Regions from separate parts of the Gossypium hirsutum genome. Here all the other regions are linked to region 1. A link is a contact called in public Hi-C data. All regions are on one chromosome and are shown on one strand. Each heading gives the region's core, a stretch centred on a gene start, on an enhancer-like site or on the middle of the called end of the contact. The rest is flanking DNA. Distances are from core to core; before and after follow the strand shown.

Evidence for each region. A called contact is a pair of places that touch in the nucleus more often than the background predicts.
Region 2: a Hi-C map of leaf shows a contact between it and region 1, with 4 times the contacts expected there. The contact joins the promoter of LOC107886167 here to the promoter of LOC107886217 in region 1. A contact is called at or near these places in 7 of 34 Hi-C or Micro-C datasets (anther, callus, leaf and 2 more).
Region 3: a Hi-C map of leaf shows a contact between it and region 1, with 2.3 times the contacts expected there. The contact joins the promoter of LOC107886165 here to the promoter of LOC107886217 in region 1. A contact is called at or near these places in 5 of 34 Hi-C or Micro-C datasets (leaf and petal).

What each region holds. Positions count from the first base shown.
Region 1 is chrA03:14,093,291-14,095,976 of Gossypium_hirsutum_v2.1, forward strand. It overlaps LOC107886217 (elongation factor Tu, chloroplastic), which reads right to left and starts at 1,310. Exons shown (of 1, transcript XM_016810086.2): 1 at 1-1,310. The coding sequence starts at 1,041.
Region 2 is chrA03:14,504,242-14,506,927 of Gossypium_hirsutum_v2.1, forward strand. It overlaps LOC107886167 (pentatricopeptide repeat-containing protein At5g62370), which reads right to left and starts at 1,359. Exons shown (of 5, transcript XM_016810015.2): 1 at 1-1,359. The coding sequence starts at 1,084.
Region 3 is chrA03:14,420,120-14,422,805 of Gossypium_hirsutum_v2.1, forward strand. LOC107886165 (21 kDa protein) reads left to right here and starts at 1,349. Exons shown (of 1, transcript XM_016810013.2): 1 at 1,349-2,474. The coding sequence starts at 1,563. The coding sequence ends at 2,168.

The sequences.
Region 1 (2,686 bases), core at 60-2,559:
CATTTCCACACCAGTAACTGTGACGTTCCTTGTATCCTTCAATCCAACAATGTCAACAGTCTCTCCAACCTTAACAGTACCTCTCTCGATACGACCAGTGGCAACAGTACCACGACCAGTGATGGAAAACACATCCTCAACAGCTAACAAGAAAGGCAAATCTGTTTGTCTTTGAGGAACAGGAATGTAACTATCAACAGCATCCATAAGTTCATAAATCTTATCCACCCATTGGTTTTCACCTCTAGGAATACTGGGCTTAGCCATCAAAGCTTCTAAAGCTAAAAGTGCGGAGCCAGAAATAATAGGGACATCATCACCGGGAAATTCGTAACTAGAGAGCAATTCACGCACCTCCAATTCCACTAATTGCAAAAGCTCTTCATCATCTACCTGGTCTTGTTTGTTCAAAAACACAACCACGTTAGGGACACCGACCTGTTTAGCCAACAAGATATGTTCTTTAGTCTGAGGCATGGGTCCATCGGCTCCGGAAACAACCAAGATAGCACCGTCCATTTGGGCAGCTCCGGTAATCATGTTTTTGACATAATCAGCGTGCCCTGGGCAGTCGACGTGGGCGTAATGGCGATTTTCGGTTTCGTATTCAACAGTGGCGGTGTTAATGGTGATGCCACGGGCACGCTCTTCAGGGGCGGCATCAATTTCGTCGTACTTTTTTGGGGCACTGTTACCCATGGAAGCTAAGGCCATAGTTAGAGCGGCAGTTAAGGTGGTTTTGCCGTGGTCGACATGGCCGATGGTCCCGATGTTAACGTGGGGCTTTTTGCGTTCGAATTTCCCACGGGCAGCTTTGACGGTGAAAGAATCGCGACGGCGAGGGAATACGTAAGTGGTGGCAACGGTAGTGAGGAAAGGAGGGAGGAAGGAAGAGGAGAGGTGGGTAGGGGTTAGTTTAGAGGGAATTGAGGAGAAAAAGGCAGAGGTGGTGGTTGAGGAGTGAGTTGGGAAAGGGGAGGCGTGTGGGTATCTAAGCTTAGAAGAAGCGGCAGTGGCTGCTGCTGTTGATGAAATTGCCATTTCCTTGTAGAGGAGGGGAGAAGAGAGGAAAGGAGGGTATTGGCCTTTGGCTTTGGAAAATGAAGAAGAGAAGGTAAAAGAGATTTGGGTTTGTGTTATCTTATTCCTCTGTGGCTTTGAGGATGAGGGTTTGTGAAATGGACGGACTAAAAAGAAAGGCTAATATGAGGAGTTGTTTTATCCACTTCTGCTTCCTCTGCCATATCCACTGCTCCCTCGCTCGCTCTCTCGGGGTACTATTGAAATTTCCTCTTCCTATGCTCACTTACTACCCAGCAGGCCCATCATCCCATCCCCACAAATCACTATTACTTCTTTAGGCCTAAAAATTGGGCTTCCTATCTTGAAGTTCTATACTACTATATTTCAATAAGTTTACAGGTTTTTTTTTTAAATAAAAAAATGTATTAATTTTTATTAAATGTAAGTATATATAAAATTATCAGAAAACTGTATGAAATTCAAGTATTAAACCTAAATAATAGTGCTTATTCCACTTTCAAATGTTCATATTTGGTTAAATTACCTCTATAAATTTTAAAAAATAAAATTATACATAAATTTTAATTTAGTGCGATTATATATGTGAAACTTTGAATGTGGTTCAAATATATAAATAAAATTTTCATTTTGATTCAATTATACACATTTAAATAAATAAATACATTAAAGTATTTTAATATTGGATAAATATAATTATTTGTGTATGCTATATATAAACATAATATGATGTTTTACCAATAATTATATTAATAATTTATAAGAATTAAATTAAATTAAAATATTATATATAAAATTACATAAAATTAAAATTTATATAAAATTATATATTAAACTAAAATTTACTTATAATTTTGAGATTTAATCCAATTATTTAAACCAAATGCTAGAGAACATTAAATTACTGACTCCTAACTCTAAGGCCCTTCAATACAAGGACCCGTCAAATAGTTCAAAGGAGTGTGTTTTCCTTGAAGGTTTAGGGTTGGGGTAATGCTTAGAACAGGGCTAGGAATATGGTCTTTTTGACCAAACAAATATTATGGTTTAGATTGACTGAGGACATGAAAGATCCATGATAAGACAACCCACCCAAACCTACAAAGACAACCCCAGCCCTTATCGTGCCACGTCTCTGATTCAGGTTCTCAACTTTCCCCTAAAACTTCAGTGGTCTACAAATCCCCCCTTTCTTTATCTCCAATAAATAGTAGATCTATTTTACAAAAAATTAAATAAAATAGTGGATAATATTCTAAAAAAGTAAATAAATAAACGGTAGATAAAACGGGGTATGAGCAAAATTTTATTAATATAAATATAAAAATATGGAAAGAAATTCAATTAAATTAGTGCAAAATTTAAGTGATTTTATGTATTTTTTAAATTTTTATATTATTAATATTTTATCAATTCAGTCCTTGAATTTGACAATATGTTTGTATTGGTCATGCATGTAAAATTTTGAATCAATTTAATATTTCTATTATATCAATTTAAAATGATGTTTATATTAATATATATTTAATTGTTGGAGACAAACCTAGTTTAAGCAATGAACAAGTAAAATAATGAAGAAATTAAAAAGATCAAACACAAATATTTTACGTAGAAAAAAAACCTTCCAAAGAGGATAAAAAATACG
Region 2 (2,686 bases), core at 109-2,608, 410 kb after region 1:
GCATAGAAGCACAATCCACCTTCCCTTCCCTGCAATAATTACTTATCATAACGTGAAAAGTGACCACACTTGGCTGCAGTCCCTGTCCCATCATCTGGTTGAATAACACCCAACCGTAATCAAACAAACCCATCTTAACAAACCCATGGATCAATGTGTTATAAGTATAACTATCCGGCCTACAACCTGTCTTGAGCATCCTATAGTAAACTCTCAGGGCCATTTTCATCTTCGTACCCTTACAGTATACATTTATCAATGAAGTGTACATCGTCTTGTCCACAAAGAAACCCTGCGACTCTATTTTTCCAAACAAAGACTCAGCCTCCACAACCCACCCTTGTCTGCAAAGACCATAAAACAAAGACTTGTACAAATGAAGCGTAGGTAACGATTCTGTTCTTTCAGGCATTAAATCAAACATTTGAATCGCTTCTTCCAAATACCCTTTCTGACATAGTCCATCAATCAACACATTATAATACCAGCAACCCAAATTAACATTAATATTAATCATTTTAATAAAGTAATCAAATGCATCCAAAAATCTTTCTTGCGAGCATAGCAGCCTAACGAGAGCATTAAAGGCAGGCTTTTCACAAGAATTGTCCGTTACAAGCCGATCAAAAAGAATTGTAGCTTCCTCTAACTTCCCTAACTTACACAAACAAATGACTATAGAATTAGCAATAGAGGAGTCGGGAATAATACCTCTACCAATAATATAATCTGAGTAAAAAGAGTAGGCCAACAGGAGATGCCCTGATTGCACAAGCTTCTTAATGAGAACAGCGTATGTGGATAAATCAAGGTCCAAGCCACGGGAAGTGACGAAATCAACGGTTGATAATGCATCAGAGACAGGAGAAGAGTTAGAAACGACGCGCTGAAAGAGTTTCCGAGCAGAGGATAGTAAGCCACGATTAATGAGTTGCTCAGAGAAGGAGAGGCAAAGGGAAAAATGGTCGGCGGGGATGGATGAAATGGTGGCGTAGGAGGGGTCTAATGGAAGAGCAGCTGAGGTTGTTACTGCTCTTCTGGTTTTGAAGAAGAGGGGACGTGAAAGAACTCTCTTATTCGTCATGTTTAGAAACGGTGTATGCGAGTTTTGTTTAAAGCACTAGTAAGAAGAAGGAACAAGTAGGCATAACAGAAACTTTTGGAAGACAAAAATGTCCCGTTTTCTTAGTATGATTGGCCCAAAGAAACTGCAGAAAGAAATAGGAAGAAGTTGAAGTAGAGCGCTGAGGCCGAACGAACAAAAAGCGCTTCGGCTCCGGTTGTGTTAGTTTAAAACCCTGGGCTCGTTACTCGCAGGGTTTTTCTGCTACTACACCCTGCCCTTTTTCCATTGAGAGTGGGCTATTAAATCGGCTTTTTGGGCTTAAAATCTGATTTTGGAGTTGATAAAAACATATATTTTAGATTTTTAGTTTTTTTTATGAATATAATTTTTAAACTAAATTGAATTTTGATTTTAGTATTAAATTGGATCTTCAATAATTAATGTGGGACTAATCTTGTAACTAGCCCTTAGATAACTTGGTTAACAAAAAGATGGTGGGGTGAATTTGGTGCTGTTGTGTTTAACTATATTATGATTTTTTTTATTCTATTATGATTCTTATTAGAGATATTTTTGGATAATTAGAGTTTTACTTAATAGATTTTATTTAACATAGATTAATTAAATTTATGAAGATAATAATTTACACTTCTAGATTGAATTAAATTACTGGTGTAGAAGAGGAGTCCCCTTGCATCATAGGTCCTCAATCACTAAATCTTCTTTTCTTTCCTTAGCCGTACAAATTCCTCTACTATTTGCTACTATCTTCACCGATTGAGCGTGGGTTTGGATGAACGGTGGGTTTAGTGCAGTGCATTTAGTTTATTTTCTGTCTCACGCTACAGTGTTTATTCTCACCACCACAACTATTTTTACACTAATTGTAAGTAAACGCACCGCCCATCCAAATTCACCCCGAGCGTTGTTGTAATGGTTGAAAGTGGCTATCGTTGATCTGGACAAAATTGTTGTTAATTGGTTTTAAAAGAATTTTTACCTTCCTAATTCAATGTCCAAATTAATGTTAAATAAAACATATTAATAACAATATTTAAGTGAGTAAAGCAAAAAAGAAGACACATGAGATTTGTTAATGTAGTTTGAATGACAATCTTACTCCACAAAATTTTATTCAATGAATGATTTATTCAAACAATGGATTCAAAATTCTATTTGCTAAAGCTCAATCTATACTTATAATGTGAAGCAATTGCAACCCAACAGAGATCCCAATTATTACAACCAATCATGTCAAAAAACCTAAACTCTAGAAAACCTAAAAAAGAAAGAAAACGAAACTATATCTAAAACGAGAAGCTAGGTTAATGGAAAGGTGTCTATAACATGTGCCAAATGAGCTTATTTATAGCCTTCAGGTTTTCGTCGTCCTTAACCCTAGGTTAGCTGATATTCTCGAGCTTTCAGTTTGGTTGTGCAGACCAAAGTGACCCTGCTTCGTGTTTAATTTTCGTCTAAGAGTCGATGTCGCGACAAACCAGGACCTATGTCGTGACATAGCAACTAGTATGCTCCTGTGTAGCCATCTTCAGGGGTATGTCGCGACACCCTCAGTCTATGTCGCGACATCGAAGAAAGACTTCATTTTTCTTCATCGTG
Region 3 (2,686 bases), core at 99-2,598, 330 kb after region 1:
TGGTTTAATATCGGAATTCGTTTTATCAGTTTCACTATTTGAATTTTTATATGTTGTTTTAAAAATTTTCAACATAGTAAATTCAGATATTTAACATAATAGAATATTGATTTAAGGCTTTAAAAAGTGTTTAATTTTTTTAAAAAAGTAATTAAGTCTATTTTTTTGTTTTTTATTTTTTTGCACACAATGTATATTTGATCTTTCAAAATGCATAAAAAATACCTTCAAACTTTTTTAAGAAAAGCAATTAAGCTCCTAAATTTTTTCACCCAATTGGGTACTTGAACTGTTAAATGCTTCAAAAATACCATTTAACCATTAACTTTAACAGTTGATCGTTAAATTTAATTACCCCTGATCTTTTTTAGTCAAAGCCACTTGTGTAACAACCATGGCGTGGCATGTGACAAAAAAATTATAAAAAATAAAAATCAAAAAAATTTATAAAATATTTAATTTTAATAAAAATATTTAGAATTTATTAAAAATTAGGATTGTTTTATAAATACCATAAAAATTATAAAATGCATAAAAAAGACTTTTAACTATTAACTTTAACCGTTAAAGATAACAGCTTCTTGTTTTTTTTAATTAAAGTTATCATATATCGCAACACGGCATGACATGCTTTTTTAGTACAGTAATTTTTATAAGTCTTTTTCCAATTTTATATTTCTTTATTTTTTTATAATTTTATTATGACTTTATAAAATTTTATAATTTTTTTTCTATATTTCTATATATTTTACAATTTTTACAACTTTTATAAAATTTTAAAATTCTTTATAAATTCTTTTACGATTTTATAATTATTCTAATTATTCTAATTTTTAAATATTTTAATTAAAATTTAATATTTTTATAAACTTTCATTGATTTTTATTTTTATCATTTTTGTTACATGTCCTATTGAGGTTGTGACATGTGGTGACTTTATCTGAAAAAATTAGGAGTAGTTAAAATACCCAATTGAGTGAAAAAAGGACTTAATTATTTTTTTAAAAAAGTTTGAAAGTTTTTTTTTATGTATTTTAAAAATTTAAGTACCTAATTGAATGTAAAATAAAAAAAGTAGGGACTTATTTATTTTTTTAAAAAGTTTAAATTTTTTATATATTTTAAAAGTTTAAATATTCAAATACAAGTGTAAAAGAAAAAAAACAAAGCTTAATGATTTAGTTTTTTGAAAAAGTATACAAGGAAATTTGATAAATTTAAAAAATCCAACCGCAGCCGACAGAATTTTGTCATGTTTGTTTTAAAATATCTAGCTAAAAGACAAAGGGCCATATCGTATCAATTTTATTGTTTTCAACTGTAACCCGATTTGTGTTACCTCGTGAACACAACTTGTCCCTAATTATTCCAATGAGGCTTGGCCCTTAAAGCCTAGTTAGGACCAATTACATCACGTATGCGAGAATTACGCACATGCACATGCGGTAACATTTTCCCTATAAATTGCTGGCCTTTGCCTCCACCATTTTCATCATTCCAGTTGCTCTCATTTTTCTTTGGAAACAAAAAACAAAAAATAGAAAAAATAAAGAGCAAGAGATATGGCAAGCACATTCTCTTATAATTCTTTTGGATTCCTTCTCATTCTTGTCGCCTTTAGTTCCTTGATAAATATAAGTTCAGCTGGTAGGCAAATTGCCCCTAAAACTAGCATTGAGTTTATCAGAACATCTTGTAGTTCAACGACTTACCCTAAACTTTGTTACGAATCTCTCTTAACACAGGCTAGCATGATCCAAACAAGCCCCCAACTCATCGCCCATGCAGCCCTAAACGTGACCCTTTCAACCGCCAAGTCAACCTCGGCCATGATGGTGAAGCTTGCCAAAAGCCAAGGATTGAAGCCTACAGAGGTGGGCGCCATGCAAGATTGCGTGGAGGAATTGGAGGACACGATAGATGAGCTGAGAAAGTCAATCAGCGAGATGGGTCAGATTAAAGGCTCCAATTTTGGACTAATGATTAACGATATACAGACATGGGTTAGCGCTGCTTTGACGGATGAGAACACCTGCGCCGACGGGTTTGGAGGGAAAAACATGAACGGCAGTATAAAGACTGCTGTGAGATCCAAGATTGTCACAATCGCTCATTTGACAAGTAATGCCTTGGCTTTGGTCAACAGCTATGCTTCATTTCATGGTTAGCTATTTAATCAACTGTACAGGGAAATTTAGTCATTATTTACGGTAGCAATTGTATTTATGGATTTTTAGAAACTACTTCTGTTTTCCTGGTAAATGTAAAATATATATGTGGTCCAAAGAAGGGAATGGAGATGTGTGTGTGTGTGTGTGTGATCTTGGTGTCTTAATGAAAATGAACGGAGTGATCTATATTATGTGCACACGTTGTATCTGTACAATAAATTGCTTTTTGTGAACATAGTAAAAGTAAAGTTGATGAAGCCTCTGTTGCAGCATACAAGCAGAGGTTTTAGTTTGTTGCAAGTACATCTGGTCTTGATTTTGTATAGACATAGTAGTATTATTTTGATCTCATATTTTTGTAACTCATTTAAGACTACTTAATAACTTTACTAAATGCAAATTTTGTTTCAAACGTCAAGATTAATTTGGTATTCAAAAATATCTTGTACTTGAAATTACGAGTATTTTCGATATTAATATATTCGAGCACTCAACTTCCACTTCAAATTCTGGGC